7 separate regions of the Mus musculus genome follow, and all the other regions are linked to region 4. Evidence: chromatin contacts called from public promoter capture Hi-C and targeted proximity ligation data. All regions are on one chromosome and are shown on one strand. The core of a region is the stretch at or near the end of the contact, and the rest is flanking DNA. Distances in the headings are between cores, read along the strand shown.

Region 1 (3,796 bases), core at 392-2,891, 640 kb after region 4:
TCTCCGGTGGTGTTCCCAACAAGACGATCCGCATCCATTTCTTCAATGGCTTTACCATCCAGTTCCCCAGTCAGATGGTTGTATAGGACTCCAGCCCCCTCAACGTGGAAAGAGTCGTTAAAGTATCTTTCAGAGAGTTGCACAGTAGCTACCTGGACTATAACTTGATCATGTACCTTCAAAGCAACAGTGACTGGCTGTGGGTGTAGTGGGATGATTCTCGGGGGTTGGAGATCCCACTTTCCGGAGGCTTCTTCCTCCTGCAGGCTTTTGATCATTTGCTGCAGTTTCTCTAGGTGGTGCTGGGCAGTTAGGCGCCGGGTAAGGACCCCGAGGAGGGGAGGCAGGCCAGAGTCCAGCAGGGAGTATCGACTCCACTCCATTCTCATGATCTTCATTTTCTGCTTCAGATCCTCAGCCACTATGTCCCGGAATGGCAGTGGTTTACTCTCTGAAGCCAAGATCAGCGGGGTGAGGGGATGAGGAGAGGGAGGAAGAAGGCACAACTCATCTGCCAGACTCCACCCCTCATGAAGACAAGGCATGGACTGGCCCCTTTGGAGCCAGGAATGGACTGGTGAGGTGGGGAATTGGTGACTCTCACTGCTGGGAGAATGACTAGGCAGTGGTACCATCGGTGAGGGTCTCGATTCAATTTCTTTATCCTTTATCATGGAGGGCACCCAGAGGAGCTGCTGTCTACTCTTCAGCTGGGGGATGGATTTCAACTCTTCCACTGGATCAGGTTCGGGCTCACTGGGGAAATCATATGGGCGGCTGAGTTGGACAAGGTAGTTCAGGTTGAGGCTAGAGCACGGCATGTGGTCTAAGCCAGTGCTGTGAGGCCAGGGGATTGGACAGAGCTTGAAAGTCCCAGGGGGACAGGGAGGAGGACGCAATTTGACTATGCCTCCCTGGGCGTGCTTTAAATTTAGCAGGGTCTGAAAATCAGCCAGCAGACAGCGATAGACATCAGGACTGGTGAGGAAAACTGTGCAATCCCTGGCAAGGTTTACTGCCAACCGGCTGAGGGTGGCTGATTCAGTGAAGACCCTTCTAGAGGTCGGCAGGGTCACCAGCAGGTGCAGGTAGCGTACGAAGAGCTGCTCACTACTGATCAGCACGTAGGACTCGAGCCGCTGCCGCAGCTTCTGGTTGTTTTCGTAGTCCAGAATGGGTTCTATAGGAGGTTCCCGCCAGTTGCACTTCAGCTCTTCTAGAATAACCTCAGTGAGACGAAGTCGGTCCTTGGCAGTTACTCGTGCCGCCCGCCCGCTGCTTGCTAGCCGCTTGGACACTTGGCGGCACAGCGGCCCAACTTTCAGCTTCGCCAGCGGGATGGATTGCAAGGGCGTGGCATCTTGAGAGGGGCGCTTCGGAGGCTCTGGAGGAGGCTTCGCCTTGCTGGGGAAGAGCGACAGCGGACTCAGCAACCGGTGGTAAATCGGCTTGAGGTCAGGTTCCTGACTGTGTGGTTCCATCTTTACCAGGTGGTTCCGGCTGAGCGGGTAGAGGACGCCAAATGGTTACTAAGGAAACTGCATCAATGCGCCTGCGCAGCCGGTAGCACTACCGGACAGCTCAGAGGCCTCAGCCTAGGGAGCGCACGCGCCAAGGAGGTGGAGCTAAGGGCGGCCTCCGAGACTCCGCCCATCCCACAAAGTAGAGTTGTGTTGGTCTCTGGACCCTACCGGTTCGGTGCGGCCTAGGCAGTGACAACAGCTAGGATGGCTTCGAAGTCGGGGGACGGTGGGACTGTGTGTGCGGTGAGTGAAAGCTTCATGTGGAGCCTCGCATAACTTCAGCCCTTGGGGTGATCAATATCTTGGGAAGCCAGGAAAGAACAGGCTCCTGGGGAGGTGAAATTCCGGGGTTAGGACGGAGATGCCCCTCACGGGAGGGGGGTTGGTGGTAAAGACCGCGATCCTGGAATGTTCATGAGATAATAAAGGAGGAATTTGAAGAGAAGTCAAGTGCAATGTGTGCAAAGAGACATAGGGGATGAGGTGGCGAGTAAGGATCATGTCTGACATGTGCCCTGGCCTTGCTTCCCTTACAGTTGGAGTTTGCAGTGCAGATGAGTTGTCAGAGCTGTGTGGATGCTGTGCACAAGACCCTGAAAGGGGTGGCAGGTAAGAGTAGACAATCTTTCTGGGATCAGCCAGGGGTTTGTGTTTAGCCGTATTCCGGTTGCATAGATGCAGAAAGAATGAAAGGAAGTTTCTCAGAGTCCGGGAGATGCAGAGCCTAGAGTATAGGCCTCAAGCTTTGCCTAGCCAGAGCTTTCTTCTAGTACAAACTGCCTGTCCAGCTGCTGAACAGCATGGAACTAGCCAGAGTATAGAGCACTTCCTACCAAGGGCATTCTAGAGGGGGAGGGGGGCGGGCATTTGAGGTCTGGCTTGGGAAATAGAACAGTTCTGAGAAAGCAGACAACATCCCTGGCCCAATTCAGGGACTTTAAGCCAGGAGGTCTGCAGGTGGGTGACCTGGCAGAAGAGGAAAGATATGAAAGGCAGAGTCATTTTCCTGACGCTAGAAACTGGCTGTTTTGGATTCTGTTAAATGTTCATTCAACCTTTCAGCCAGTATAGATTAGACACTGGGGGTTTCTGAGGGAAAATGTTTACCCCTATGCTTAGGTAAAGATCGTATAAGCTTTGGCAAAGGAGCGCTCCTAGAACACTTCCTTGGGAAGCCATGGTGGCAAAGGGAAAGAAGGAGATGAGAGTCTGAAGCCAGGACACTGGCAGGGGTGGGGTGGGGAACCCCAGTGCGTATAGTTCCACAGATGTACAGCTTCGTGCTTATTTTCTGTGTTTCTGTTTCTTCAGTGTTTGAACAGTGTTCATAGCTCAGTGTTGTCATGAGGAGTGAATTAGTTGATACAAGTCTTGAGCCTGTAGTGAGAGCCCACTCAATTTCAGGGGATTGTAAGAGGAAAGAGGAGAAAAGCTTACAGGCAAAGGTGGGGTTTTAGGAGGACGATTGAGGGGACTGATTGTTTTGTTTTATTTTGAGATAAGGTCTTTCTCCACATAGCCCTGGCTTTCCTGGAACTCACTATGTAGGCCAGGCTGGCCTGCAGTTCACAGAGATCTGCTTACCTTTACCCCCGAGTGCTGAGATGAAAGTTGTGCGTGCGTGCGTGCGCCACCACACCTGACCTGGAACTATTATTTGATTTATTATTAGTGAGTGTGTGCATGATGTGCTTGGAGGAGGGCTTGTGCATGTGGAGGTCAAGAACAACTCCAGAGCTGGTTCTCTGCTTCCAGCTGTCTTGTGTAGCATGAACAGTTCACCCAGGGCTGGAGAGATGACTTAGCAACTAAGAGCACTAACTGCTCTTCCAGAGGTCCTGAGTTCAATTTCCAGCAATCATCTGTAGTGGGATCTGATGCCCTCTCTGGTGTGTATGTACTCACATACATAAAATTAATAATTTTTTTAAAAAAGCACAAAAAGAAACAAAAAACAAAAAACCCAAACAAACCAAAAAGCAGAACCAAACCCGAAAAGTTCATCCGTTAAGCCATCTGCCTGGCTTGGGATGATTTTTTTTTTTTAGGTTTATTTTTAAAATCTGTTTTATTTAATATGTACGGGTGTTTTGCGTGCCTGTGTCTGTGAACCATGTGTTTGCCAGGGGCAAGGAAGATGGCTGAGTCAGTAGAAGTGATAGCTGCATCAGTGTGAGAGTCCAGTTCAGATTGCCAGCACCTGTGTCTATGCCAGACTGGCGTGGCAGACAGACCGCCTGTGGTCCCAGCCCTCAGAAGATAGACACAGGGAT
Region 2 (4,295 bases), core at 22-2,521, 730 kb before region 4:
AAACAAAAGCCTTACCTATGAAGTTGGCTGAATTACAGCAAAAATTCAGGTCCTAGCTTGGAAGGTATCAACAGTTAAGCTAAGGGCACTTACTGGTTAGGGAATGGGATACTATAATTTGAGATGGCTATGTGTGGGAGAACCCTATTGAAACTGAGAACTTTGAACCCTCAGATTCCAGAGTTTAATCACCTGAGGAACAGTCTCTCCACCTGCAGTAGATGTACTCGGATCCCCACCCCCTGAAATACTGCCTTTTCCACTGCTGACTGAGGAAATCCGACCTTCACTGTCTGCTATATCAGCAGTGACTTTCCTGAAGGAAATGCTAGACATTGCTAATGATCCTCAGGATCCACCAATAGTTGTCTCTAGACCTACAACCAGACTCAAGGCTATGCAGGCTCTTAGAGGGGTGGTAAAAAGTGTAAGCTGGGCATGGTGGTATAAGCCTTCAATCCCAGCACATGAGAGGCAGAGACAGGAGGATCTCTGTGAGTTAGAGGCCAGCCTAAACTACAGAGTGAGTTCCAAGACAGCCAAAGCTACACAGAGATACCTTGTCCAGAAAGGAAAAGAAGTAAAAGAAAATGAAAAGAAAGAAAGTGTAGTCCATGAGGAAACTCACTACACTACTAAGGAGCTTAATGAGTTTGCTAATTCAACCAGGCCGAAGCCTGGAGAATATGTGTGGGAATAGATTTCAAGGGTGTAGGATAACATAAAACCGAATCAGGCTGAGTTTATTGATACAGGCCCACTGAGTGCAGAATCTGGGTTTAATATGTAAGCTTGTACAGATGTCAAAGATTTTGCTTGAATGGTTGGCTGAAATATTTCTCAAAAGACGGCCTACTGAAAAGGAGCTGGGGGATACCTGATATCCTTGGCTTAATGTTGATGAAGGGATTCATGGCATAGGGAGGCTACAATGCTAAAGTGGATATGCTGTGTAAAAGCTGATAGTCCACAGTGGAAAGGCCAGAAAGGCAGCCCTTCACTAATTCTGTAAGATGGGCACCAGCACATCAGAAGAGCTTTGCTGTTGCCCTTTTCCTTGTGTCAGACCTTTGGGTTGGAGACGCTACTGCCTAGTTGGTTGAATTGAATGTAGTGAATTTATTTGGGCCCCAAAGTAGCAGGGGCCCTGAGGCAGCACTGAATTGCCTAATGGGCAGCACAGAAAAAACACTGTCCAGAATGACTGGACCCATAAGCACAGCACAAAGTGATTTTGGTGGCATGACTCACATGGACCTTTGGTACTGGCTAATCAAGCATGGGGTTTCCAGGCATGAAATAGATAAGAAGCCTACTACTGCATGTTTTGTTTGATCTGTGTAAGTGGAAAAATTCTCAAACAAATGGATGGTAGCAAAAGGAATCTCGGGCTGTGAACCAGTTTCTGCCAGTTTGCAGACCCAGAATCCCTCAAATGAAACCACAACCAGGTTCCCCCGTGGAAGGACCTTGATAAATTCCTGAGTTTTACTGTTAACCTTTCTCTAGTCCTTCCCCAGAGGGACACACAGCCTTTTAAAAGTGTAGTATATACATTGGGGGAAGGGAAGCAATCAGATATTCTGGGGTCTGATAGGTACTGGTTCTGAACTGATGCTGATTCTGGGAGACTCTAAGAAACGTCCGGACCTCCAGTTAAACTACATGTTTATGGGGGCCATGTGATTTGGCTGAAGTCTAGCTCACAGTAGGTTCAGTGAGTTCCCATACTCGTCATGTGGTTATTTTCTCAGTTTCAGAATGTATAACTGGGACAGATATACTTAGATTCCCTGACCTATGGAGTGATCTACTATGGTTGGAAAGGCTAAATGGAAGCCTTTAGAGTTACCTCTATCAGGGAAAAAGGTGAATCAAAAGCAGTATTGTATTCCTGGAGGAATTGTAGAAACCATCGAGGAGGAAGGATGGTGGCTCTCACCACATCTCCCTTTAACTCTCCTGTTTGGCCAGTACAAGAGACACATGGATCATGGAGAATGAGAGTGGACAATTGAAAACTCAACCAAGCAGTGACTCCAATTGCAGCTGGTGTGCAGATGCGGTGTCCTTACTTGAACACATTAACACATCTCCTGGTACATGGTATGCAGCTATTGATCTAGCAAATGCCCTTTTCTCAGTGCCTGTCCATAAGGACCACCAGAAGTAATTTGCTTTTGGTTGGCAAGGCCAGCAGTATACTTTTACAGTTTTACTGCAAACATTTTATTAACTTTTGAGCCCAATGATGTAACTCAGAAAAGATCTTGATGACCTGAATCTTTCACAAAATATCACATTGGTCCACTACGTTGCTGACATTATGCTGATTGAACCAAGTGAGCAGGTGGTAGCAACCACTTTGGACTTGTTGGTAACACACATGCGCATCAGAGGATAGAAAATAAATCAAACCAAAATTCAAAGGCCTTCTATCTCAAATTCTTGGGATTTCAGTGGTGTAGGGCATGCAGAGATAGATATTCCTTCTAAAGTGAAAGATAGGTTATTGTACCTGGCTCTTCCTACTGCCAAGGGGGTGGGCAGGGAACATGTTTAGAGGGCCTGTTTGGATTCTGAAGACATGTTCCTCACTTGGGTGTTACTCCAGCCAATATATCAAGCGACTTGAAAAGCTGCTAGCAGGCTGGAGAGATGGCTCAGCGGTTAAGAGTGCCGACTGCTCTTCTGAAGGTCGTGAGTTCAAATCCCATCAACCACATGATGGCTCATAACCATCCGTAATGAGATCTGATGCCCTCTTCTGGGGTGTCTGAAGACAGCTACAGTGTACTTACGTATAATAAATAATATTTTTTTTTTTTTTGGTTTTTCGAGACAGGGTTTCTCTTTATAGCTCTGGCTGTCCTGGAACTCACTTTGTAGACCAGGCTGGCCTCGAAATCAGAAATCCACCCGCCTCTGCCTCCCGAGTGCTGGGATTAAAGGCGTGCGCCACCACGCCCGGCAATAATATTTAAACAAAAAAAGAAAAAGAAAAGCTGCTAGCTTTGAGTGGGGCCTAGAAAAGGAGAAGGCTCTTCAACATGTCCAGGCTGCTGTGCAGTCTGCTTTACCACTTGGACCATAGTGATCTAGCAGATCTGATAGTACTTGAGGAGTCAGTGACAGAGAGGGATACTGTTTGAAGCCTTTGGAATTTTGGAGCAAGGCTCTACCATCATCTGTAGACAACTATTCTGCAGACAACTTTGAAAGAGAGCTCTTGGCCTGCTATTGGACCCTAGTAAAAACTGAACATTTGACAATGGGTCACCACGTTACCATGTGACCTGAGCTGCTCACCATGAGCTGGGTATTAATTTAATACATCAAGTCATGAAGTAGAATGTGCATAGCCGCAATCCATTATCAAATAAAAATGGTACATACATGATTGGGCCCAAGCAGGTCTTGAATGCACAAGCAAGTTACATGAAGACTTTATCCAAATGCCTATGGTTTCCACTCCCATTATAATACCAAGTGCTTTCAAGCCTGTATCCATAGCCCTATGGGGTATGTGCAAAGACAATCTCTGTGCACCGTGTCTGTGCATCGCCTGTCAACACAAAGTTGATGGCCAATGAGCTGAGGCAAGATTAGAAGATGGGACATCTGTCAGAGAGAGAGAGGAATTCTGGGAAAGAGTCAAGAGTGGGAGATTTTGCCCCAGACTCAGAGGAGCCAGACAAATGAAACTAAGGAGAGGCAACTAGCTATGTGGTAGATATAGACTAGAATAAATGAGTTATAGAGGTTACAAGCTAGTTGGGGAACAAGTCAAAGCTTATGGCCTAGGCATTTATTCATAAATAATCAAGTCTCAGAGACATTATTTCAGGAGCAAAAAGGCTGGGTAGAAAAGCTTGTGGCTAAGATATGTCCTGAGATTGGTTGATCGAGGAAAAGAAAACTAGAGCTTGGTTTACTTAGGGTTCTGCACGTTATACAGACACCACCTGGGCCTGGACAGCAGCAGCATTACAACCCCTTTGTGGGACAGCCCTGAGAAACTAGCAAAGGGGAATCTTTAGAATGGGTAGAACTTCAATCAGTGCACATGGTCATATATTTTGTTTGAAAGGAAAAATGACCACAAGTACAATTGTTCTCTGATTCATGGACTGTAGCCAGTGAGTTGGCTCGATTGTCAGGGACTTGAAAAAAACATGATTGGAAAATTGGTGAGAAATGAATCTGGGGAAGAAGTATGTGACCAGATCTCTCTAAATGGGCAAAGCAATGAAGATACTTGTGTCACATGTAAATGCTGATCCAAAGGTGGCTTC
Region 3 (4,348 bases), core at 477-2,976, 940 kb before region 4:
ACAGAGTCTGAGCACACTTCCCTTAGCAAAGGTAAGGGGCCTCCCAGACACAGACCCTACTCCCTGAGGCTACAGACGAAAGTTGCTCTGGCTCTGACATATCCATCCCTGAGCCATCCCCAGGTTTGGGGTAGCAAGCTGGGACCTGAGTAGCTGAAGCACCTACAAAGCCGGAGGCCCTCCATGTAGTTAACTGACTAGCCGACCTCCCCTCCTCTCTTTTTCCTTCCTGCTCCCTTCTCTCTCTTTTTCTAGCAGAAGACAGAGGATGTAAAGCTCTCCCCCAGAAGGAACGCCCAGACACTGAGAAGGTGGACGAGAGGGAGGGGCAGGAATGACTAGAAGGTCCTTGTCTACCCCACCCACCCACAATATGTGCAAAGAACGAGGGTGTTTGAAAGCCGGAAGTAGTCAAGGGGGCTGGAGACCCAAGACCCACCCCCTCAGATTTTCTTGAGCACTGTGGAGCTGGGCACCCTTTCGCTGTGGAGCACCAAGGAACTACCCCTCCCATCCCTGCCGGTTCATTAAGGCCCTGGATGCCTCAAGAGGGGGTGACGGCAAAGGCAACTGGAACAGCCCAATAACCCCCACAAATCCAATTTCACCTCCAGGAGCCCACCCAGGGTCCTTGTGGTCATACCCCCATCCCAAAGAACCCAGGCAGACTGCTCCTCCCTCTGGGGGAGAAGGCTGGAGCATGAGAAATGGTTCCCACCTCTTTGAGGTGGAGGGATAAGCCCAGGGCTCAGAAGACTCCTCTACCCTTCCAGTACTCTGTGACCAGAGCCCCACCGCTGCCCTCAAGTATATTCTCAGCCAAGCAGAGCCTCCTTCGACCGGTTTCCCTCTCTGTCACCCCCCAGCTCTCCCCAGCAAGCTTCTCTCCTCTCCCTCAGGCCCCCCATCTTGTCCAGCTCTTCCCCGTCACAGACTCATCTATGCCTAGAGCATCCTGGCATCTTCCCCTCTGCTCCCTCCTGATAACCTCCTCTCCCCTTGGCTCCCATCCCCCAGTAGTCTTTTCTTCAGTGGTTGCCCCCAGACCTCCCTCTCCACTTCCCAAACCTCTCTCCAGCCTGCCTCCTCTCCCACTAAGACCAGTGTTTCTCCCCTGCAGACCCTTCAGACCACAACAGCTCGCAGCTTCTCTGGTCCATCACTGCTTCCAGCTGCCAGGACCAGCATAGACTGGGACCTCCCCCCACCCCTATTTCAGAGCCCTTCTCACAGCCCTATGGATGCCCCTCCTTCAGACCCCCTTCCCCCATCGACCCTCCCTCACCACCTTGCATTCGCCCCAGCTCAGGGCCAATGCCCCTTCCACAGGGAGTCCCCCAACCTCCCCCAGCGGCTTCGCCTCCTCGCTGTCACCCAGCCAGCCCTCTCTGCTCGGCGCCCCCGCCCCCCAATCCGTCCTTTCTGCATCCGCCGCCCCCTCCGACCCGCTCCCCTCCCCCGATTGGCTCCCGCCCCCCACCCGTCTCCGCCGCAGCCCCCCCCCCATACCTGGTTTTGGGGGCGCCAGGAGCTGAAGGGTAGGGATCCGAGCCTAGAGACCGCTGGGTCTACGGCAGGTAACAGATCCTGGGCCAGCGATATCGGCTGCCTCGCGCCTCCTGGTCCCCGCCGCGTCCCCGCCCGCCCCGCCGCGGTGCCGCTCCGAGGAGGATGCTCTGAGAGTCAGGGCGGCTGCTCCCGCCGCCGCATCCCTGCAACACCGACTGACGGCAGCATCAGCACCAGGACCCGCCCCCCAAGCACACGCATTGGGCCACGCAACACTGACGGACGAGTGGCACAGCCAATGCGAAGATGCAGAAGCCGCCAGTCCCGCGGCTCCATGACCCGCCTCCCTCCTCCGCGAGGACCCAGGCGTCCCGGCCCCAGGGCATCCGAGCCCTTTCCCACCTCTCTGGACCTTTGCCCGGACGTCCAGGCCTCTTAACCCAGCAGGTGCTCTCCCCAGGCTCGGGGTCTTGGGAATCCAGGTACCCTAGCCCCTTCTACCTTTGGTTGGGTTGTTGGATCCCACACCCACCCGCCCCTGCCGGCGGGTCCCGAAGATAGTGCCCAGGGCTGGGACAAACCAAAGGAGAGGACTGAACCCCGACTTGAGGCACCGAGAGAGCAGGACCCGAGCAGGGCCTTGGCCACAGCGCCCTCTGCTGGCTGAGTCTGGGGGGGCTGGCCTGGGCTACCCGGAGCCAAGGAAGCCTCTCCCACCCCAGGACTGCTAGTGGCTTTTCCAGTCGCTCGCAGAGACCCTACCAATCACTGTCTCTGTATCCTCTAGCTGGAAGCCTCCGGAACTGAAGAGCTAGGGGCTTTTCTGAGATAAGGACGAAGCTTGGAGGTTGGCAAGATTCTAAGCTAGAGACAGTGGGGTTTCCCAGCCCAGACTCATGGGAATCCCAGAGTTTGGAACCAGCTTTCCACCCCTGTGGAAGGCTTTTCTGGGGTAGGAAAAGGCTAGTGGTGGGGTGGAAGCTACCCACTCCCTGTTACTGAATACAAATCTAGTAGAATCTTCCCTTCGAGCTCCTACCCTTAGCTGTGAGTTTCAGAGTGTGGTCCTGGCGTGCAAGTCTTCTGCAGTAAGAATGTCTGCATCGCCGTGTTTGTGTCAGAGTGTGAGGAAGGAACACCCCTCTTCATTTACTCCACCGAGAAAAGGTAGATCCAGCGCCTAGGTGTGTATACCATTACCTAAGTTGGACACAAGGCTTCTCAATGAGACAGTGTGCCGGCGTGGGTGTGGCCGTGGGTGTGTGGCAGACCATTTTGCCAGTTCTCTCCAGGCCCCTGATTTCTGTTACAGGGCCTGTGATCTGCACAGCTGGTAGCAGTTGGCATTTCCTTAGCCAGAGGCAATATGCAAGAACACACGTCCAACCACTAATGTATGCAGATACACATGGGGGCACACAGCCATGCACACCTATTCATGTGTGCCCAGCGTTTCCAAGAAACACAAAGGGACACTGCAGAGATGCCCCACCATGGTAAGTCACCACGGGGGGTGGGGGGACACACTCGATCCATAACCTGCATACTTGTGCATACACAGGTACCTGCACACTCAAGGGCAAACACACACCCAAGTGACTCACAGGGGACCTGCCCATGGAGTCTCCCTGGTCGTCGGTAGGTACTTTGCAGAGCAGTCAATTCCTGAGTTAATGAATGTGGACACTCCCCCCACCGCTCCTTAGAGAGGACCTCCTTTGATAGCCTGGAAGGAGGATAGGAGAAGACCTAGCTGCAATGGGTATTTCCCAGGCAGTGGAAAGGGAGATTCCTGAACAAGGTCCCAGACTTGGGGCCTACTCTGACCTTGGAGAGACCCTCAGGCAGCCCTGCCCCCACTACCACCACACCCCCCACACGTCCCCTACTGGCTGCCAAGGCCAGTAGAGGCAGCAGAACAAGAACTGCTGAGTCAGGGCCTCTCTGACCCCCCCCCCAGCCCACTGCCCCACCCATCATCTGCTGTTCCTCCTCCTGCAGGACCCACACTCACACGTACAAACACCAAAATGCAGAGGGACAGACAAGCAGGTGCAGTGACCCAGTGACAAGGCTCAAACCCCAGGAGTCTGAGTGGGAAGGGAGGCAAGGGTGAACACCGCTCTTCTGTCTCTACCTTCAGCTTTTCCCATCAAGGGCAGGAAAGGTCGCTGGAGTCTGCTACACCTCCCTGCTACACCTCCCTGTCCCTCTCCTCTACAAGGAAGGTCCGAGATTCAGATCCCTCATGGCAGCTGGGCCCCACCACTTCAAAACACACCCCTCAAATACACAGGCTCACACCCAATGTGGCATTGGGGAGCAGCATAGAGCAGACACCCTTCTAGGCAGGTACACAAGCCAACAGGGAGGGAAACCCTGGCAAGTGTAGGTGCAGGTCCCACACACATATGCTCAGGCAAACACCATGTGAGGGCCAGACACTCAATTCTGACACATTTGAATGACAGTGGAAAGGCAGGTACAGGTCACATCCCAGATGAGGCAGAGCTGAACACCGGGCAGCACCACACACTGGGAAGAGGCCAAGGAGGGGCTGGGGGTGGGCTGGGGAGCCGACCAGGCTGCAGGGATGGAGGCAGCGGGAGGCAGGCTGGCAGAGCAGGAGCGAGCTGCTCTTCACAACACAATCGCCGTCTGTTGTTATAGCAACTCAGCCCCCAAATCATGAAACGGATATTACAGCCTCGAGAGGGGGAGGGGAGGAGGGGGCTGAGGACAGAAGGAGAGGCAGTGTAGGGGACTCAATAAGGGACAGGGCTGAAGCTGATCATTGTGACAGGGCAGGAGAATGAGGGGACCCAAAATAAGGACTAGA
Region 4 (4,252 bases), core at 1,237-3,736:
ACACAAACAAACAAAACCTTGTCCATTTACACCCCTCAGCTGACTCTAGGGCCAGGATCTTTCCTCCTCCAAGGCCAATGGTTCCCAAGGCTGACTCCAGATCAAAAAGCTGCCAGAGGCTGCGAGCAGAGCTCCTGTGTCTGTACAGGAAATGAGGGGCTGCCAGGGCCTTCCTGGGCCTGCAGACCATGCTAAGCCTGCAGTAGATGACGACTTGGATCTGTCTCTGAGGAGCCAGGGGGAAGAGGAGCATGAGGCCTGGGGATTTTATAGGGAACATTACTTTTACTAATTAATTAATTAATTAGCTCCCTTTTTGAGATAAGAGCTCACCCAGCTCAGGTCGTCCTCAGTCAAAGCCCTTACGGTTGAGGGTGCCCTTTACCTTCAGGTCTTCCTGCTCACATCTCCCCACTGGTGGGACTACAAGTGTCTGCTACCACACAGACCACAACTAGCTTGGAACCCACAGAGATCCTCTTGTTTTTGTGATGGTGGGGATCAAATCCAGAAACTGTCTCAAAATCGCCCCCAAAAGAAAACAAAAAAATAAATAAAAAACAAAAACAACAACAACAAAAACTAGGGAGGACCAAAAAGTGCTACTAGAAGATGAAAACAAACAAGAATGACATGTGCCAGGAGATGATACCATGATGGAACGCATTACTTTGTACAGTAAATACAAAATTAGTTTAAAAATTAAAAAAAAAAAAAGTCAGGAATGGTAACACACGCCTATAATCCCAGCACTCGGGAGGCAGAGGCAGGCAGATTTCTGAGTTCGAGGCCAGCCTGGTCTATGAGTTCCAGGACAGCCAGGGCTCCACAGAGAAACCCTGTCTCGGGGAAAAAACTCATAAACCGCGTGGAAGCCCAGACACCCGATCAGCCCTTGCTTACCCACACAGCTCTCCTGTTCATCAGGCTCGTAGCCCTGCGGGCAAGGGTTTGGTTGTTGAGCATGGGCCGCTGGCGGTGGAGGTCCTTCACCATGGAGATCACTGATGACGGCAGCAGAGCGAGGCAGACACAAATAACCCCCGTAGTGGTTGATGCATTTCATCTCACCCTTGCAAGCCTCCGGGATGGTCAGGCACTCGTTGACATCTGCAGAGAGGGGCCTGCTGGGCACAGCCAGTCACCTGGGCTGGCCCTGGAGGTAGTGGGAGGCAGATGCCCAACTTGGCCTTCTCTAAGCTGAGCAACAGAGCAAGACTTTCTCTCTGCTAGGCAAACTAAGGCTGCTGACCCAGAAGCCCTGCCAGGGATTGGCAGGACTGGGAGTGGGGCCCCCTGTTTCACACTGGTATCTCCATTCTCCTGCCTCCTCAAATCCCTGCCTCTACCTTTGCCCAAGAGAAATTTTGCGGGCCTGCCGACCCACGGGGCATGCACGGCTCTCCCAGGCTGCATTGGGATAAAGAGCTGGGCTAGGCAGGTACAGTGCAGTCCAGGGAAGGTGTGCGTATTTCCTTCTCTCTGGGCAATAGCCAGGTGCTCCCTTCCCTCCTGCAGGATAGAGGCCGTTTGTCCAGCTTCTTGAAGGGGCAGGGCTCCTAACTGAGTGGCACAAGGGAAGCATGGCTGGCTACCAAGCTGGACAGGGAAAAGGGCCATCAAGTTCCTGCAGCAGCTCTGGGAGGTAAGGTATCCCTGGGAAACAACAACCCCCTTCCCAGTTCCTGAAGATGGCTAGTACCCCAGACAGAGACTCACCCCGGCAGTGCTGGCTGTCTGCATCCCACTCATAGCCATCTGTGCATTCCTGGAAGGGAACCCGATGTGGCCAGTGACCACCCTGGCTGTCTCCACCAACTAGCCAGGCCAAGACCAGGGCCAGAGTTCAGAGTCATGCTCGGGTCAGCTCCACACAATGGCCTCCAGCTTTCCACCAACCAAGCCGGGGAGAATCTTGCCCAGAAGCAGCCTCCCCAGGATCCTGATCTCACTGTCCTTCCCATCCCATCCCAAGCTGGTGACCCCACGGTCCCCACCGTGTAGCTGTCCGGCTCCTCGGGATCCTGTGGGGACGCTGCTCCCAAGAGCAACAGCAGAAACGCCCAGAGCAGCAAAGACCCGGGGAGGCAGGAGGCAAAAGGGAGCATCCTGAGGCTGGGAGGTGGTGGGCAGAAGTCAGGGGTTTCTGCCACAGCACCCCCCATTCCCTCTATCTGGAAGGGGAGCCTGGGTCCCAGCTGTCTCGTCTCAGGACTGTGCTGAGGCTGGAACCTTCCAGGGCTGGGGACAGAATCCTTTCGCAGGCCTATGGCCCAGGCCCGCAATCCCGGACCGCCCCGCCCCCGCCCCGCGAGTCGTGAAGCGCAGGCCTCCCCGCTCCGCGCAGCACCGACTCGGCCGCCAAACGGCCCGCGCCCTCCCTCCGCTGGAGGCCACTCACGCGTCGACTCCAGCAGTGCCTGCGGGCGGGCGGACGGACGGACGGACCGCGCAGCTCACTGGACGCGCGGCCCCAGGAAGCGCCCCCCGCCCGCCCGCCGGCCGCGGCCCACCCCGGCGCCTCCGCCCGCCCTTCGGCGGATTCCTGAGCCCGCGCCAGGGGGAGGGACCCCGACCCCCCGGCTTCTCCGCCCCGGCCGGCCACAGGCCCCCACCCGGTCCCCCGCGGCGCTGCCTGGAGTCGCCTGCGGACGCCCAGCCAGAGTTTCCCAAAGTTTGGATCCTTAGGCCACTGACCTTGATGCTTGGCCCCCAAACTCACCTAAGGACCCCGGGCCTTCACTCAAAATGTTATTCTGCCCACCTAGACCCTATCTAACCTGTGCCTCCGGAATCCCATGCTGTGCATTCGCACCTCCGTGTAACCCGATTCTGCGCCTCCCAGAACCTACTAGGCATTTAATCCTCAGAGCTTCAAATTCTACTCCTTTCAGAATTTTATCCAGTGTTAAACCATCATCACTTAGATGATCCTAAAACTTCATCCAAGGTTTCCAGACCCTCGTCCAACTTAATTAATTGTCCAAATTAATTGTCCAATTCCCTCTGCATCCACATCCACGGCCTCCAGGTGGTCTCTTTACTTGGGGTACTGCTTCCCCAAGCCGTGCCAGCGCAAAACTACAGTAGTATGGGGGAGAGGGCAGCAGTATTCTTGGCTCGAAATGAATGGAAGCCCCTGGGAAGGCGGGCAAGCTTGAACTTGGGCGCGGAGGACACTAGGGCCCAGTGCCAGCCCTTTCCCGAGCCTCTTCCCATCCAAGTCCCCCACCCAGTTTCCGCCTCCGCCCCCAGCGGAGATCATGCCTTGGAGGCGGAGTCTGGGTGCCTCCAGCGCCCAGGAAGGGGTGAATGGGCGGGACTTCGCGTTGCCCACGTCTCAAGGCGGGCCTAGACGGGAAAGGGTTGCGTGTCCAGGGTTCCCGTGCCTGGCCCAGACCGCTAGCGGCAATAACCAGGTCTTCCTTAACTTTCCCTTACCCAACCTCTTTCCATCTTGTTTGTTTGTTTGTTTTTGTTTTGTCATTTTGAGACAGGGTCTCACATTGTGTAACTCTGACTGTTCTGGAACTCACTAAGTAGATGAGGCCTCGAACTCACAAAGATCCGCCTGTTTCTGCCTCCTAGGCTCTGGGATGAAAGGTGTACACTACCATGCTCCGCTCTGCCTTGACGTTTAAAAAAAAAAATCTGCTTCATTTCATTTAACTGTCTGAGTGGTAATGTATGTGGTATATTCGTGTGTACCTATTCACCTTATGTTTTAAGACAGGGTTTGTCGCTGGAAATTACTAATTTAGCTAGATTGCGTGGCCAGAGTGCCAGAGTGGTCTGCCAGTCTTCACCTCCCTGGCCCTCTAAGGGTTACAAACCTGCATCACCACTATAGCTGGCCTTTATGCTAGGGCTGGAAATCTGAACCCAGACCCTCATGCTGTGTAGCAAGCGGTTTACCCAATAAGACATTTCCTCAGCTTCCATTGCCTTGATTAGAAAAAAGAAAAAAAAATTAACGGGCTGGAGAGGTGGCTCAGCAATTAAGAGCAATGACTGCTCTTCCAGAGGTCCTGAGTTCAATTTCCAGTAACCACATGGTGACTCACAACCATCTGTAATGGGGATTGGATGCCCTCTTCTGGTATGTCTGAAGACAGCAACAATGTACTCACATACATGAAATAAATTAATAAATCTTTAAAAAAAAAAAAAGAAAAAATAAAAAAATTAACTTTTAATGATGCATATACATGTGTATCTGTGTGTTGGTATATACACCCGAGTGCAGGTGTCC
Region 5 (3,934 bases), core at 1,364-3,863, 570 kb before region 4:
CGAAGAGGAAGTCCAGGATACCCAGGAGAAACATGAGAGCTGTGGAGACCCCCAAAGGGAGGGAATCGAGGTCAGCAGAGGCCTGACAATCACTTCCTGCTCCACGACAATCCCACCCCATGGCGATTGGCCCCACCATCTACTTAAATGTGTACACCTAAGCCGAATCCTCTGGGAACTACTTTTGCCCAGGCAGGGTGTTGGGGCAACCCAGGCCCAGGGGAGAAGGCAGAGAGCTGAGTGCCCAGGCAGTTAAGAAGCCCTGGAGTGGAACAGAGTAGAGACTATGCAAATTAACTTCTTAAATTATCTTTCCTGTGCAGCTGTGGATGGAGGGGCAGCCAGGGCTCTGGGTAGTGGCTCATAGGTTTTGACTTTTCAGTCTACTCCTCAGTGGCCTCTTTTCCCTCAAGTCACCCCCACCTCTTCAATGAGTCTCACTTACAGACGATGCGGCAGTGGAAGAGCCAGGAGATGTTGGGGCTGCGTTCCATCTGAGGCAGAGAGGGACACCATCAAGATGGTTGGGGTTGCCCCATACCCCAATCCACTGGCATGCCCATCAGCCACTCCCAACTCACAAAGTCCACACGGTCTTCAGCCAACCAATGGAAACATTTGAGGAAGAGGAGCAGCGTAAAGAGCGCCACAAAGCGAGGGCTGAAGTCATCCCGAAAAACGGTGAAGGCCAAACAAGTCTCAGTAACAGCGTACCAGGACCGTTCCAGAAGGTGCTGTGGGGTGAGAAGTGGATGATATGAAAACCAATCATTTGGGTACCCTCCTCTGAACCCTGTCCTTTGGGGCCACCAACATATTACCTCCATCTCTGCTGCCCTCAGCTGCCCGAAGAACACCTTGCCCATCACCTTGCCCAAGAGGAAGACAAGGACAAAGGCCTGGATGTACAGGACCTGGGGGTGAGGAAAGGTCGTGGTTTGAGGTTATTTTCTGCTTTCCCCTGCCTGGGGCTAATCATTCTGACAGGTCCCCAAGACTGTCATAGATAATTCCAAGTCAGGCGGCCCAGGGCTATTTCTCTCCTACTTCTATGACATGTAGCCCCACTTCTGCCCCTCCTTCCCTCCCCGGGCATTCCTTCTTCCCTGAGCCCTGAACTCACTGCCATGCTGGGGCTGGACTTGGTCAAATACACTACAGTGGGGTAGAACTGGTGTTTGAGGTAGTAGGCATGAGCCACCACTGCCCCGGTTAGCGCCAGGCTGGCCGCCATCATCACTGCGGTGCGGAACATCGCCCTGGCCCAGAGACCTGCACAAGGAAAATGACATTTGTGATATCCACACTATGTAAACCTAGCACAGTCCCTGGCAGAGTGTAAGGGCAAACACTCATTTCACCTTGACAGCCATTAGATTCAAAACAGCATATACTCCCTGTTTCACAAACGAGAAACTAGGACTCAAAGGGGTTAGAGGCTCACACTGATGCAAGGCCTAGAACTTGGATCAATCTCGTTTCAAATCTAGGGCTCTTCCACGCTGTCTGCCAAGGCGCCTCCTCTAGGGAGTCACTGAGGCAAAGTTAGGAGGAGGGGGGCTGCCACCGCTGACCCTCTGAAGGAGCTGGGATGATAGGCTTTAGAGGCAGGTTCGCTGGGCCCGCCAGGGGTGGAGGAGGCAAGGTGCAGAGGGCACAGCTTGAGAAGGCGACACAACCAGTGACAGCTGTGCCAGGGTGGTCAGCGCAGACGCGCGCCCATCGGGGTACGTCAGTCTGGAACCCTGCCCCCCCCCCCGCCCCCAGCAGTGTCCACTCTGAGAACCGGAGAAACGGCCGACCGCCAGGGTGCGGCGGCGGGGCTGAGAACCAGTCAGGTCGCCTCACAGTCGCGCACCTGTGAACGCTAGGAGTTGCGAACCTCGCAGGCGGGGCCCGGCCTCTGGAACGGTGGCCGCGCCGCCGCCTAAGGTCTCCAGCCATCTGACAGGCCGAAAACTGGCGGCCGAACGCAGCGGGGCGGGCTGATCGCAGTGACCCCAAAGGACAAGGTCCTAGACGCCGACCCCCCAACCCCAATCAGGACCAGGCCCACTCACCAGGAGCCCAGCGCCGCGAGCACGCTCAATCACCGCGACTGCGGCAGCCGCTCCGGTTAACAACACTCCCCACCCCCTGCGAACCGGAACTTCGGGGGTAAGACACCTCACTTCCGGCGGCGCGGGGCGCGGCGGAGTGGACCGTACCAAGTTCTCTTTGCGCGCTCCGATCTCGCCTGCGCTTCTGGGGCCCGTGCGCGAGCAACCGGAACGAGCGAGAGCTGTGACGTGTGGTCGCGACCAGGAGAGCAGCGGGAAAGGGCTGAAGCCCGCCACTTGCTAGTCGCCGTTGTAGAATCACCACCCTAAACTCCTCCAAGACTCCGGCTCTCAATGTGCCTGGAAGATGGGGCGTTCCGCGGGCCGAGCCATTTGGACGGGGGGCAGGAGCGAGCAAGGGCCAGACTTTATGTCAGGCATGAAAGAAATAAAATGTGTAAGCGCCTCATTCCAGGGATAGCTACGACACGGTAAGAAGTTAAGTGCTTCTCGGAAAAAAATAGCGGTGCAGAAAACAGATATAGGTCTTCCCAGGTTACCTCCCCCCAACGCAGGTTGTGTAGGAGTGAGTTTGTTCCCGTGGCTACCGCCGATTGGTTGCGATAAAGTTACGCGGACCAATGAGAAAAGAAAGGAAAAATTTCTGGCCTATAGGGAAAGAAAAGCAGGTGAGTGGTTGCTAGGGTCTGTAGGCAGAGTGGCCCCGGACTGGGTGCCAAGGCAGCTGGATGCCAGCTGAGAAAGCGCAGTCCATAGGCCGGGGATCCCTATCCCGCCTGGGGGGATGCTTACGGGGCCCGCAAAAGGAGCAGTGCTTGCGTGTCCGGACTGACATAAAACAGAACGCCAGTTATTTCTAGGTTGGGGTGGAGAGTTCTGTGCGAAGGCGTTGACTTTTCAACACCCCAAAAGCTCAGTCGGCGTGCGTGTTCATCCCTGGGAGATAGCCAGACCCTTTGTTCTGAGCTGATTCTGTCTGTTAGGGCTCACACAAGCAGTATAGTCGCGTACAGAATGGAAACTGAAAGCGGACACCTCATTACCCAGGTTTATCAGCTAGAGGGTGCTCCTCCCATTTTTAACTCGGACTCACTCGGAATTCAGAGGCCTAAGGGGGGGGGGGATCAAATATAAGAATTCATGAAGATCAACTGGAGGAATTTATACTGTGGGAGTCACAACACGGACAGTGAATACAGAACCGGAGGTGACTGTGTTGTTAAAATATAACACAGGGGCTTTCAGAATTGTCATTACTGATAGAGCACTTAAGAAAAATACATAAAATGGCTTTCCTTCAGTACAACGGAATTAAACATCTTGTCTGTCAAAAAAGAAAGAAAACTGATTCTAGACGACTTTAAGGCAGTGGCTGGCTCTCAACCTGTGAGTCGTAAGCCCTTTGGGAATCAAACCGTTACACAGGGGTCACAAATGAGATATCCTGCATATCAGACGTTTACTTACAATTCATAACTAGCAAAATTACAGTTATGAAGTAGCAACGAAGTAATTATGGTTGGGGATCACAACAGGAGGAACTGTATTAAAGGGTAGCAGTGTCAGTGCCTGTCTGCCCCTCAGCCCTGTGCTCTTGGTCTCAGCCATCTTCACCACCACCTGTTGTCTTTAACAGTTAACATCCCGAGATGGCTCCCCTTTCCTTCCTCCATAAGGCTAGCTATGAACTTCTACTGGCTACCTTTAACCCTACACACTCATCCTCCCCCATTCTTGAAAATCTCCTACATTTTGTGGCAATCCCTCCTCTCCCCCAGGTATATATCTGTCTTACTTCCTCTGTCTGTTTTTATTTAAGTTCTGTGTCCATGTTGGCCTTTTTTCTTGCCACATTTCCTCTGATCCTATGGCTT
Region 6 (4,243 bases), core at 1,313-3,812, 540 kb before region 4:
GAGTTCGATTCCTGGAACACACATGGTAGAAAGAGAGAACAGAAACATGGACACTAACGTGACTTATACATGCCCCTTGTTTCAAAAAAAAAAGAAAAGAAAAGAAAAAAAAGTGAATCGGTCTGGAGGGCATTGCCTGAGGACCAGTTTGTTTCTGCAGCTTAAAAGTAGACTCCATATTCCACCTTTCATGCTGAGGCTGGCACTACCCTCAATGATCATCTCGTCAAGTTCATTTCCTGGTGTGACAATGAATATGGGGACAGAACCAAGGTGGTGGCACTTAGGGTCCACATGGCTTCCAAAGAGTAAGGGCCTCTGGGCCACCAGGTCAAGCGGGATCAGGAGAGGAAGAGAGGGATTTCTTTGTTGGGGGTGTCCTTGCCCCTACTCAGCACCCCAACACACAGAACATCCCCTCCTTATAGTACTGCACCATAGGTCAGCAACAATGTTCAGGTCCCTCCAAAAGGGACACCTGCCACCTTTTTGACTTGAGCCATCCTTTTCTGTCCCTGGATTTTAAATATTTATTTATTTATTTATTTATTTTGGTTTTTCAAGACAGGGTTTCTCTGTGTAGCCCCCTTTGCAGTCCTGGAACTCTCTCTGTAGACCAGGCTGGCTTCAAATTCACAGAGATCAGTCTGTCTCTGCCTCCAGAGTACTGCCATTAAAGGCCTGTGCCACCACTGTCCTGCTACAACATTCTTTGATCGGGCTGCCCATGTCTCTTGACCCCTTCAGCCCACCCTTATTTAACCTCCTTTGCTTGTACAATTCTGAGCCACCTCCAATAGAATGACATCTAAACTAGCAGGGCTTAGTGGTAAATTCTGTAATCACAGCAGTTGAGAGGTGGCGGCAGGAGGATCCGGAGCTGAAGGCCAGTCTCAGCTACATACAGTTCAAAGTCGGCCTAGGCTACGTGAGACCTTATGTCAGGGAGGGAAGAGCTGGCGAAATAGCTTGGCAGTTCTAGAGGGCTTGCTGCTCCTCTAGAGGTGCTGGGTTCAGTTCGCAGCCTTCACATCAGGCAGCTCTTTGATTGCCTGTAACTCCAGCTTGTGAGGGTCTGAAACCCTCTTCTGCCCTCTTGTGCTTACTTGCATGCATGTGCACACATAAATAAAACAACAAAAATCTGAACCCCTGAATCTGCCTAACCCTGCCACTCTCCCCTCTTTTCTCCCCGGAGTAAGCAACACCCGCTACACCTCATGTCCTCTACCTGCCTAGGCTTTCTTCAGGCACCACCCTACCTCTCCCCCGCCCCCGGCCACGCGCATCTCCCCACCCTTGCCAAAGTTCCTGCCTTTACTGACACCTGCATTAGATGAGGCTTCAGTCGGGGAAAGTGTGTGGACCAACCCTTCCTCTCCATTAACCATGAAGGCAGAGGCGTCTTCATCAGCTCATGCCCAGCTGAGCATAACGCCCAGGTGCGAAAGTTAGACGCAGTCAGCTCTTAACTTTTGGAGTGTCGAGGTGCCTAGAATCCCAAGAAAAGCACCATCTATTCAATGAATGCTTGTCCATCTTATGTAGCTTGATCGGCCATGCTGTGACCTCTATAACTGTGAAGAGCCTTGGGACCGCTCCAATCCCTCTGCATCCTTGATGCTCCAAACTCTTGTAGTGCGCCCAGGGGGATCTGCAGGTCCTGTGTGAGCCTGCCCTGGTGTTCCGGGCCTCTGCTGCCCTCTCCCGGGTCAGGTAACCCCCACAAGGGAGCTGATCCCAGGTGCGCAGACCAATTACTTGAAAGAGAAGGCCAGAATGCTACACAAAGATTGGCTAAGGCCATTGTCCCTCTTTTTTTTCTGCACGGTTGGGGAAATCGAGGCACGGATTTACCTAAGGCCATGCAGGGTGTGCGCAAAGACCGCTAGGGCGGAGTGCTAGCTCTGCAGGCCTGCGCCCTAAGGTGAGGGGGTGGGGAGCTGGCTCAGCCCTACAGCGGGTCTGCGGCAGGGACCGGCCGGGGTGGGGCTACCGTTTGTCTAGCGTCCGGCAGAAGTCAGCTCTCATCCAGCCAGGGGCAGCTCCAGCAAGCAGTTGCAGCCACCAGAGGTAATCCCTGCTTCGCCGAGCGCCGGCTGGGCTGGAAGACAGCTGCAACCCAGAGGCACGCGGGGGCGCAGGAGGCGGGTGGAGGACTGTGTTGGCGGCGTCACTGAGCCGGATCGTCCCCAGTACCTTCCCGGAGGGCGACATAGGGTGGGGCCGGCGGCTCTGCAACTCGAGCTGCGGCCCTAGTTAAAAATACCCCTTGCCCTACCCTCTCTCTGGCCGGCGGTGCCCTTCTGTCCCAGTCCAACCCTTCTCACCCGGACCGGCGACCGGCTCCTCCCGGGAGACAACTCTGCCATTTACCAATTTGTCCTCTCGCAGAGCTGGCTTAGAGTCTGCAGAGGAAGGGGGCGGGGGGAGGGGACTGAAAGACACCCTAAGTAAGAGATAGTAAAAAAGTGTTGCGGGGGAGATAAGGGAGAGCCTAGAGGGAGCGGGGTAAGAGCCTCGGGCGTAGGTGGAGGACCAGGGAGGGAGGGACCAGGGCCGAGGGGCGGTGGAGGAGGGCGGGGAGGAGGGCAGGGAGGAGGGCAGGGAGGAGCGCTCTTCCTGGTTGGGCCCTGCCCTGAGCTGCCACCAAGGAAGCCAGCCCCAGGGACCGCAGCAATCTCCCAAACTCCCCTTCCCCAGGTAAGAAGTTGGGTGTCCAGACTACGACTGTTTGACCCAGGCCACTGCTTCTGGGGTTAGGGGGCTGTCGCTGATCAGCCCCTGCTTCAGGTCTTCTGTGTGTTTGCCTGAGGGTTAAGGGTCCGGAAGCAGCTCAACCCAGGCGCTCAGCTCAACCTGTCCGCTGTAGCTGGGCCAGTGTCCAGTGCTCTGATGTTCAGCTTGTGGAAAGGCATCAGTGCGTGGAGTTTTCAGTTCCTAAGCCGAGGAAAGGGGCAAATGAACTAGATGCTTGGCAGCTTTGTGGAGGGGAAGTTACAGGCAGGCAAATGGTGTCAGGGATCGTACCTGGAGTACCTCTGCTCTGCTGCTGTGGCTGGCCTCCACCCTATCCTACCTGCCTGGATGGCTGATACCAAACTGTCACCTCTGGGCGGTAAGAATAGGGAAAAGAGAGGTGGTGACCAGGATACCTAGAAACTGGACACCCCTTTCCAGATTCTGAGAGCCTAACAACAAGGTGGCTGAGAGTCCCAGGCACTGTAAAGGGAGCAGTGACCCATGTTTGGGGAGGAATGAGTCCAGGAGAATGTCGGCAGGCAGTTGTGTTTTATCCCTGGGAAGGCCTGCATCTCTACCAGGCCCATGTGTTCCCCAGGATGACAGAGGAGTTAATCACCCCTGTGTACTGCACCGGGGTGTCAGCCCAAGTACAGAAGAAGCGGGACAAGGAGCTGGGCTTGGGCCGCCATGAAAACGCCATCAAGTACCTGGGCCAGGATTATGAAACGCTTCGGGCAAGATGCCTGCAGAGTGGGGTCCTCTTCCAAGACGAGGCCTTCCCTCCGGTTTCTCATAGCCTGGGCTTCAAGGAACTGGGTCCTCATTCCTCTAAAACCTATGGCATCAAATGGAAGCGGCCTACGGTAAGAGGGCCACTCTGGGTGGAACTTGGTTCTGATGGTGGTGGGCAATGGGACTGGGCCCCCCCATTATTCGTGGTGTCTGGGTACCAGTTTCTAGGAGGGACTGGCCCAGGAACATGACCGTGGGTCTTGTAGGAACTGATGTCAAACCCCCAGTTCATCGTGGATGGAGCCACCCGGACAGACATCTGCCAGGGAGCACTGGGTAGGCCCCCAGGGGTGGGGTTCTGGGCGTTTGCCCCATTGTAGTTCTCCGTTCCCGTTCCATTGGGCACTGCCCCAACTCCTCCCTCCTGCAGGTCCAGACAGGTTTTGACTATCAGCATAGGTGCTGGTTCGCCCAGATTCCTGGGTCTTTTCTGTAAGCGGAGGGGAGATGAAGGGTACCCCACCCAGGGAATCCCTGGTGGCCCCCGGCATCCCACATACACAGCACCTCCCTCCCCTGGGCAGATCCGGAAAGCAAGCCTGATGAGGGTCTTTCCTATTCCAGGGGACTGTTGGCTCCTGGCTGCCATTGCCTCCCTCACCCTCAACGAGACTATTCTGCACCGAGTGGTTCCCTACGGCCAGAGCTTTCAGGATGGCTACGCTGGCATCTTTCATTTCCAGGTGAAGGTCCCTGCACCCTCCCT
Region 7 (3,816 bases), core at 754-3,253, 660 kb after region 4:
GCTGGGGTTTGTACAATGTAAATGTACTTGATAGCACAGACTGTGCACTTGGACATGGTTAAAATGATTCATTTTATGTTATATATTCATCTTTGCTGTGGAGCTGTTTCCTCCTAATTATAAAGTGCTTTTCTTGAAGGAAAGGGGAGCTCACATGAACAAGAAACCCACAAAGGGATAGAGAGATGGCTTAGCAGTTAAGAGTACAGGAGCAGCCGGGCGTGGTGGGCACTCGGGAAGCAGAGGCAGGCAGATTTCTGAGTTTGAGGCCAGCCTGGCCTACAAAGTGAGCTCCAGGACAGCCTGGGCTACACAGAGAAACCCTGTCTCGAAGGAAAAAAAAAAAAAAAAAAAAGAACAGAAACAGCTCCCAGCAGCATCCATATGACAGCTCACTAACATCAGGATCTGACGCCCTCTTCTGGCTTCCGCAGGCACTGCATGCACGTGGTATATGAATACATACAGGCAAACATTCATACACACAAAACATTAAAAGAAAGCCGCCAAGACTCAAGAGACCTCTCCCCAAGGTTATTTGTTTATTTGACATAGGGTCTCACATATCCCAGGCAATTTGGGATGACTTTCAACTTCTGACCCTTAAAGCTGTGAGTACAGCAGTGGGCTGCTTTGTTCTGTTCTTTTGAAATTTTTTTAGTTTTGTTTGTTTGTTTTTGAGACAGGGTTTCTCTGTGCAGTCCTGGAACTCACTCTGTAGACCAGGCTGGCCTCGAACTCAGAAATCTGCCTGCCTCTGCCTCCCAAGTGCTGGGATTACAGGGATGGCTTAAATTTTTTTAAAAGATTTATTTATTATTATATCTAAGTATACTGTAGCTGTCTTCAGATGCACCAGAAGAGGGCGACAGATCTTACTATGGATGGTTGTGAGCCACCATGTGGTTGCTGGGATTTGAACTCAGGACCTTTGGAAGAGCAGTCGGTGCTCTTAACCACTGAGCCATCTCTCCAGCCTTTTTTAAATTTAACGTTATTTTATGTGTGTGGGTGTTTTGCTTGTTTCTCTGCGTACCACAGATGTGCAATGGCCAGTTCTCTTGGAACTGGAATTAGCTGGTTTGTAAGCCCTCATGTTGGTGCTGGGAATCGAACTCAAGTTTTCTGGAAAAGCAGCAAGCTCTCTTACCAGTGAGCAGCCCCTCTAAGTTTTTGCTGTTTTTTTAAAGACAGGGTCTCTCTATATCCTTGCCTATCCTGGATCTCACTATGTAGACCAGGCTGGCCTCGAACAAATTTCTTTCGATTTTGCTTCCTGGTTGCTGGGATTAAAAGGGTGCCCACCACTCCTGGCCCCCTCCTCATATATTTTTAAGATCCAACTTTTGGCTTCCTCAGGATTACTGATCTTCTACTTTATGGAACATAATACTGTGATAAACTTCATGCATACAATAAATGGTCATCATCGTAATTCTCGAAATTCCATCAGGTTGAGACAGACAGACGCTCAATATTCACTGTCTGCAAAATCCTCCAGAGCTCAAGCAACCCCAAGTAATGTGCTTGCAAAGAAAGAGTTACAGTCCCTTCCTACTCCAAGCATATAGTGTCGGGGGCCAATCCCAGACTAAAAGGGGTTTGTCCTGGTTTCTCCTCCGGGCGCGGCCTTACCGCAGACGCTGAGGCTGCCATCACAACACCCAGGGTTTGGCTGCGGCAGCTCAAACGGAGGAGCCCGGACTTCCCTAAAGAACAAAGTTTTCCTTGGGGCCCCGCCGGGACGCCACACCCTGGCCGGAGGTAGCTCTTCTGACTAGGCCTCTGCGGACTCGGCCGGAGCGCGCTTCCCCGTCCCCAGCCCTCCTTTCCCCTCCCCCCGAAGGTGGCGGTTGGTCGCGCGCCTCTATGCTTTTTCCACCCCCTCCGTTAACAAGGGGCTCCAGGCCCTCTGGGATTGGCTGCGTCAAAGGACATCTGCTCTCAACCTGTTTGATTGGCTGCTATCCGCGCGCGATGCCGCCTCCAATTGGTTAGGTTAGAGCGCCTGCGCGGCGGGGTTCTCGGTCGCCAGCCATTCCTGTGGAGGACTGCGGGTCGTTCGGACGTTTTGCCTGTCGCTGTAGGAGAGGTCCTGTCTCTCCGAGAAGGCGGTTGCGGCGGCAAAATGAAGATTTTTGTGGGCAATGTCGATGGGGCGGATACGACACCGGAGGAGTTGGCAGCTCTCTTCGCGCCCTATGGCACGGTCATGAGCTGCGCCGTCATGAAACAGTTTGCCTTCGTGCACATGCGCGAGAACGCTGGCGCGGTGCGCGCCATCGAGGCCCTGCATGGCCACGAGCTGCGTCCAGGTCGCGCGCTCGTGGTGGAGATGTCGCGCCCGAGGCCCCTGAACACTTGGAAGATTTTCGTGGGCAATGTATCGGCTGCATGTACAAGTCAGGAATTGCGCAGCCTCTTCGAGCGCCGTGGACGCGTCATCGAGTGTGACGTGGTAAAAGGTAACGCGGGAGCGCGCTCGGGAGGGGACACGCGCGGTGCTCTCTGCCTCTTAGCCACGCCCCTCACTCTGGGGTTGGTCCTCAGGGTTGGGAATGATGGGGAAGTGTGCAGGAGCGGGGCCTAAGGTGCTGGGGGCGAGTTGGGTAGAGCCACCCTTCTCCCCTGCGGTCCCAGCAACATTCATCAAGTGGGAGGAGTCGGTTCCGGGCGGGTGCAGTGGCCACTGCAAGCCGAAGCCTCGGGGCTGGGGACGCGCCAGAGATTTGCGAGTGTGCGGGGTTGGGAGGAGGCGCCTTTTCCTGGTTGCATGAGCCTGGCACCAAAATGAAATGGAAAGGGAAGGGCACCAACCGGATTATGGAGCGGTGAAAAGAGTTCGCCACTTCCCCACTTCCTCTCCAGAATTTGGTCAGATCGAGGGAAAAGGGAAAAGGTTGGGTTGAAGCCCCAAGGCCGCTCTGGCGTTCCTTCCCGATGCTTCCCGGAAGGTAGCGGGCCCTTGGTTTCTCGGGTTCGGGCTTTTTTAGTATTGTCTGGAATGAATCTGCTTGTGGGCATGGGAGGGGCCTTTTCGGAACCCCTTTGACCTTTCAGTATTCGATGGGTTAGCCTTGGCGGTTTTGTGCTTTTTAATTCTTTTCCTCCACCCTCCACTTTGTGTTGGGTTTTACAACTTAACAAGTGGAAGCCCCGGTTTTCTGCGTTATTTTTGCATGTGAAAGGGGGCTATTAAGCCTCTCCCTCGTTAGCCTTTTACTTGCTAAGCTGGTGCCTCCGGGCACAGATGTTTATTAGCTTGGTGAGATTGCAAAGGGGAATACTCTGGCTGGGGGGGGGGGGGGTGTTGAGAGGGGCGTGTGAGATTTCTATTAAACTTGGTTTTAACACCATTTATTTAGTTAGTACTTTTTATTGCTTGAATAATTCTTAGGACAGCTTGCTAGTTTGCTATTTCCTTTGAGGAAATGTCTTTTTCAGACCCTGTTGATTTTCATATGTTGGGGTTTTATCTCTTTATCTTTCAAATACCTGCTTTTTTTATGTTGGCAAGATTTTATGAGACACCCAGACCGATGTGGGTTTCACTGATGAGAGTTAACTTTGCCCTGTCATTTTCAACAGTGCACCCTGGGAGTGAGGCCTTGTTTATTCCCTAGTTGTGCTGTTGTTGGATTCATATCTGCTTGTGCCTTGTAAGGAATTTTGAGGACAGGAACTACATGTGGGTATAGGTGCTTGCTCATTCTCATCAAGGGTTCATTTGCTGTTCTGGAAAGTCACAACTTTGGGCCATTCCTTGTCTTTTCAAAGAGGGGGGTGAAGGGTCATAGGATGTGCATTTATAGGAAC

Evidence for each region. Promoter capture Hi-C pulls out the DNA fragments that hold promoters and counts their contacts.
Region 1: a contact with region 4 is called in a promoter capture Hi-C map of fetal liver, with 2.5 times the contacts expected there. A contact is called at or near these places in 2 of 39 promoter capture datasets (erythroid cells and fetal liver).
Region 2: a targeted proximity ligation map of pancreatic cancer cells shows a contact between it and region 4. A contact is called at or near these places in 5 of 39 promoter capture datasets (the SN4741 cell line, liver, neutrophils and 1 more), 2 of 130 datasets of targeted methods (bone marrow-derived macrophages and pancreatic cancer cells) and 2 of 9 other capture datasets (adipose tissue and liver).
Region 3: a promoter capture Hi-C map of embryonic stem cells shows a contact between it and region 4, with 4 times the contacts expected there. A contact is called at or near these places in 4 of 39 promoter capture datasets (embryonic stem cells, hippocampal neurons, liver and 1 more), 1 of 130 datasets of targeted methods (pancreatic cancer cells) and 1 of 9 other capture datasets (liver).
Region 5: a promoter capture Hi-C map of hippocampal neurons shows a contact between it and region 4, with 4 times the contacts expected there. A contact is called at or near these places in 4 of 39 promoter capture datasets (the SN4741 cell line, hippocampal neurons, macrophages and 1 more), 2 of 484 Hi-C or Micro-C datasets (CD4 T cells and embryonic stem cells), 5 of 130 datasets of targeted methods (bone marrow-derived macrophages, embryonic stem cells, large pre-B cells and 1 more) and 3 of 9 other capture datasets (adipose tissue, embryonic stem cells and liver).
Region 6: a contact with region 4 is called in a promoter capture Hi-C map of liver, with 4 times the contacts expected there. A contact is called at or near these places in 3 of 39 promoter capture datasets (liver and pre-B cells), 1 of 130 datasets of targeted methods (pancreatic cancer cells) and 2 of 9 other capture datasets (adipose tissue and liver).
Region 7: a promoter capture Hi-C map of the SN4741 cell line shows a contact between it and region 4, with 2.7 times the contacts expected there. A contact is called at or near these places in 4 of 39 promoter capture datasets (the SN4741 cell line, fetal liver, neural stem cells and 1 more) and 1 of 130 datasets of targeted methods (pancreatic cancer cells).

What each region holds. Positions count from the first base shown.
Region 1 is chr19:4,837,167-4,840,962 of GRCm38.p6, reverse strand. It overlaps Ccs (copper chaperone for superoxide dismutase), which reads left to right and starts at 1,641. Exons shown (of 8, transcript NM_016892.3): 1 at 1,641-1,766; 2 at 2,060-2,132. The coding sequence starts at 1,728. Ccdc87 (coiled-coil domain containing 87) reads right to left here and starts at 1,597. Exons shown (of 1, transcript NM_207268.3): 1 at 1-1,597. The coding sequence starts at 1,481.
Region 2 is chr19:6,201,422-6,205,716 of GRCm38.p6, reverse strand. All of the region lies in intron 2 of Majin (membrane anchored junction protein), which reads right to left. Among named protein-coding and RNA genes, the nearest start is that of Majin, 19 kb to the right of the region's middle.
Region 3 is chr19:6,416,134-6,420,481 of GRCm38.p6, reverse strand. Nrxn2 (neurexin II) reads right to left here and starts at 1,726. Exons shown (of 23, transcript NM_001205234.2): 1 at 1,510-1,726. It overlaps Gm14965 (a long non-coding RNA gene), which reads left to right and starts at 1,720. Exons shown (of 3, transcript XR_879495.2): 1 at 1,720-1,991; 2 at 2,822-3,005.
Region 4 is chr19:5,472,924-5,477,175 of GRCm38.p6, reverse strand. Efemp2 (epidermal growth factor-containing fibulin-like extracellular matrix protein 2) reads right to left here and starts at 2,486. Exons shown (of 11, transcript NM_021474.3): 1 at 2,402-2,486; 2 at 1,998-2,115; 3 at 1,720-1,768; 4 at 904-1,110. The coding sequence starts at 2,108.
Region 5 is chr19:6,045,255-6,049,188 of GRCm38.p6, reverse strand. Syvn1 (synovial apoptosis inhibitor 1, synoviolin) reads right to left here and starts at 2,613. Exons shown (of 16, transcript NM_028769.5): 1 at 2,061-2,613; 2 at 1,124-1,272; 3 at 822-914; 4 at 582-734; 5 at 446-494; 6 at 1-39. The coding sequence starts at 1,255.
Region 6 is chr19:6,013,566-6,017,808 of GRCm38.p6, reverse strand. It overlaps Capn1 (calpain 1), which reads left to right and starts at 2,562. Exons shown (of 22, transcript NM_007600.3): 1 at 2,562-2,703; 2 at 3,341-3,608; 3 at 3,744-3,813; 4 at 4,102-4,220. The coding sequence starts at 3,342. Gm10814 (predicted gene 10814) reads right to left here. Exons shown (of 5, transcript NR_045783.1): 2 at 3,453-3,580; 3 at 1,997-2,940; 4 at 1,326-1,492; 5 at 1-11.
Region 7 is chr19:4,809,821-4,813,636 of GRCm38.p6, reverse strand. It overlaps Rbm14 (RNA binding motif protein 14), which reads left to right and starts at 2,003. Exons shown (of 3, transcript NM_019869.3): 1 at 2,003-2,465. The coding sequence starts at 2,129. Gm21992 (predicted gene 21992) reads left to right here and starts at 2,038. Exons shown (of 3, transcript NR_157185.1): 1 at 2,038-2,465.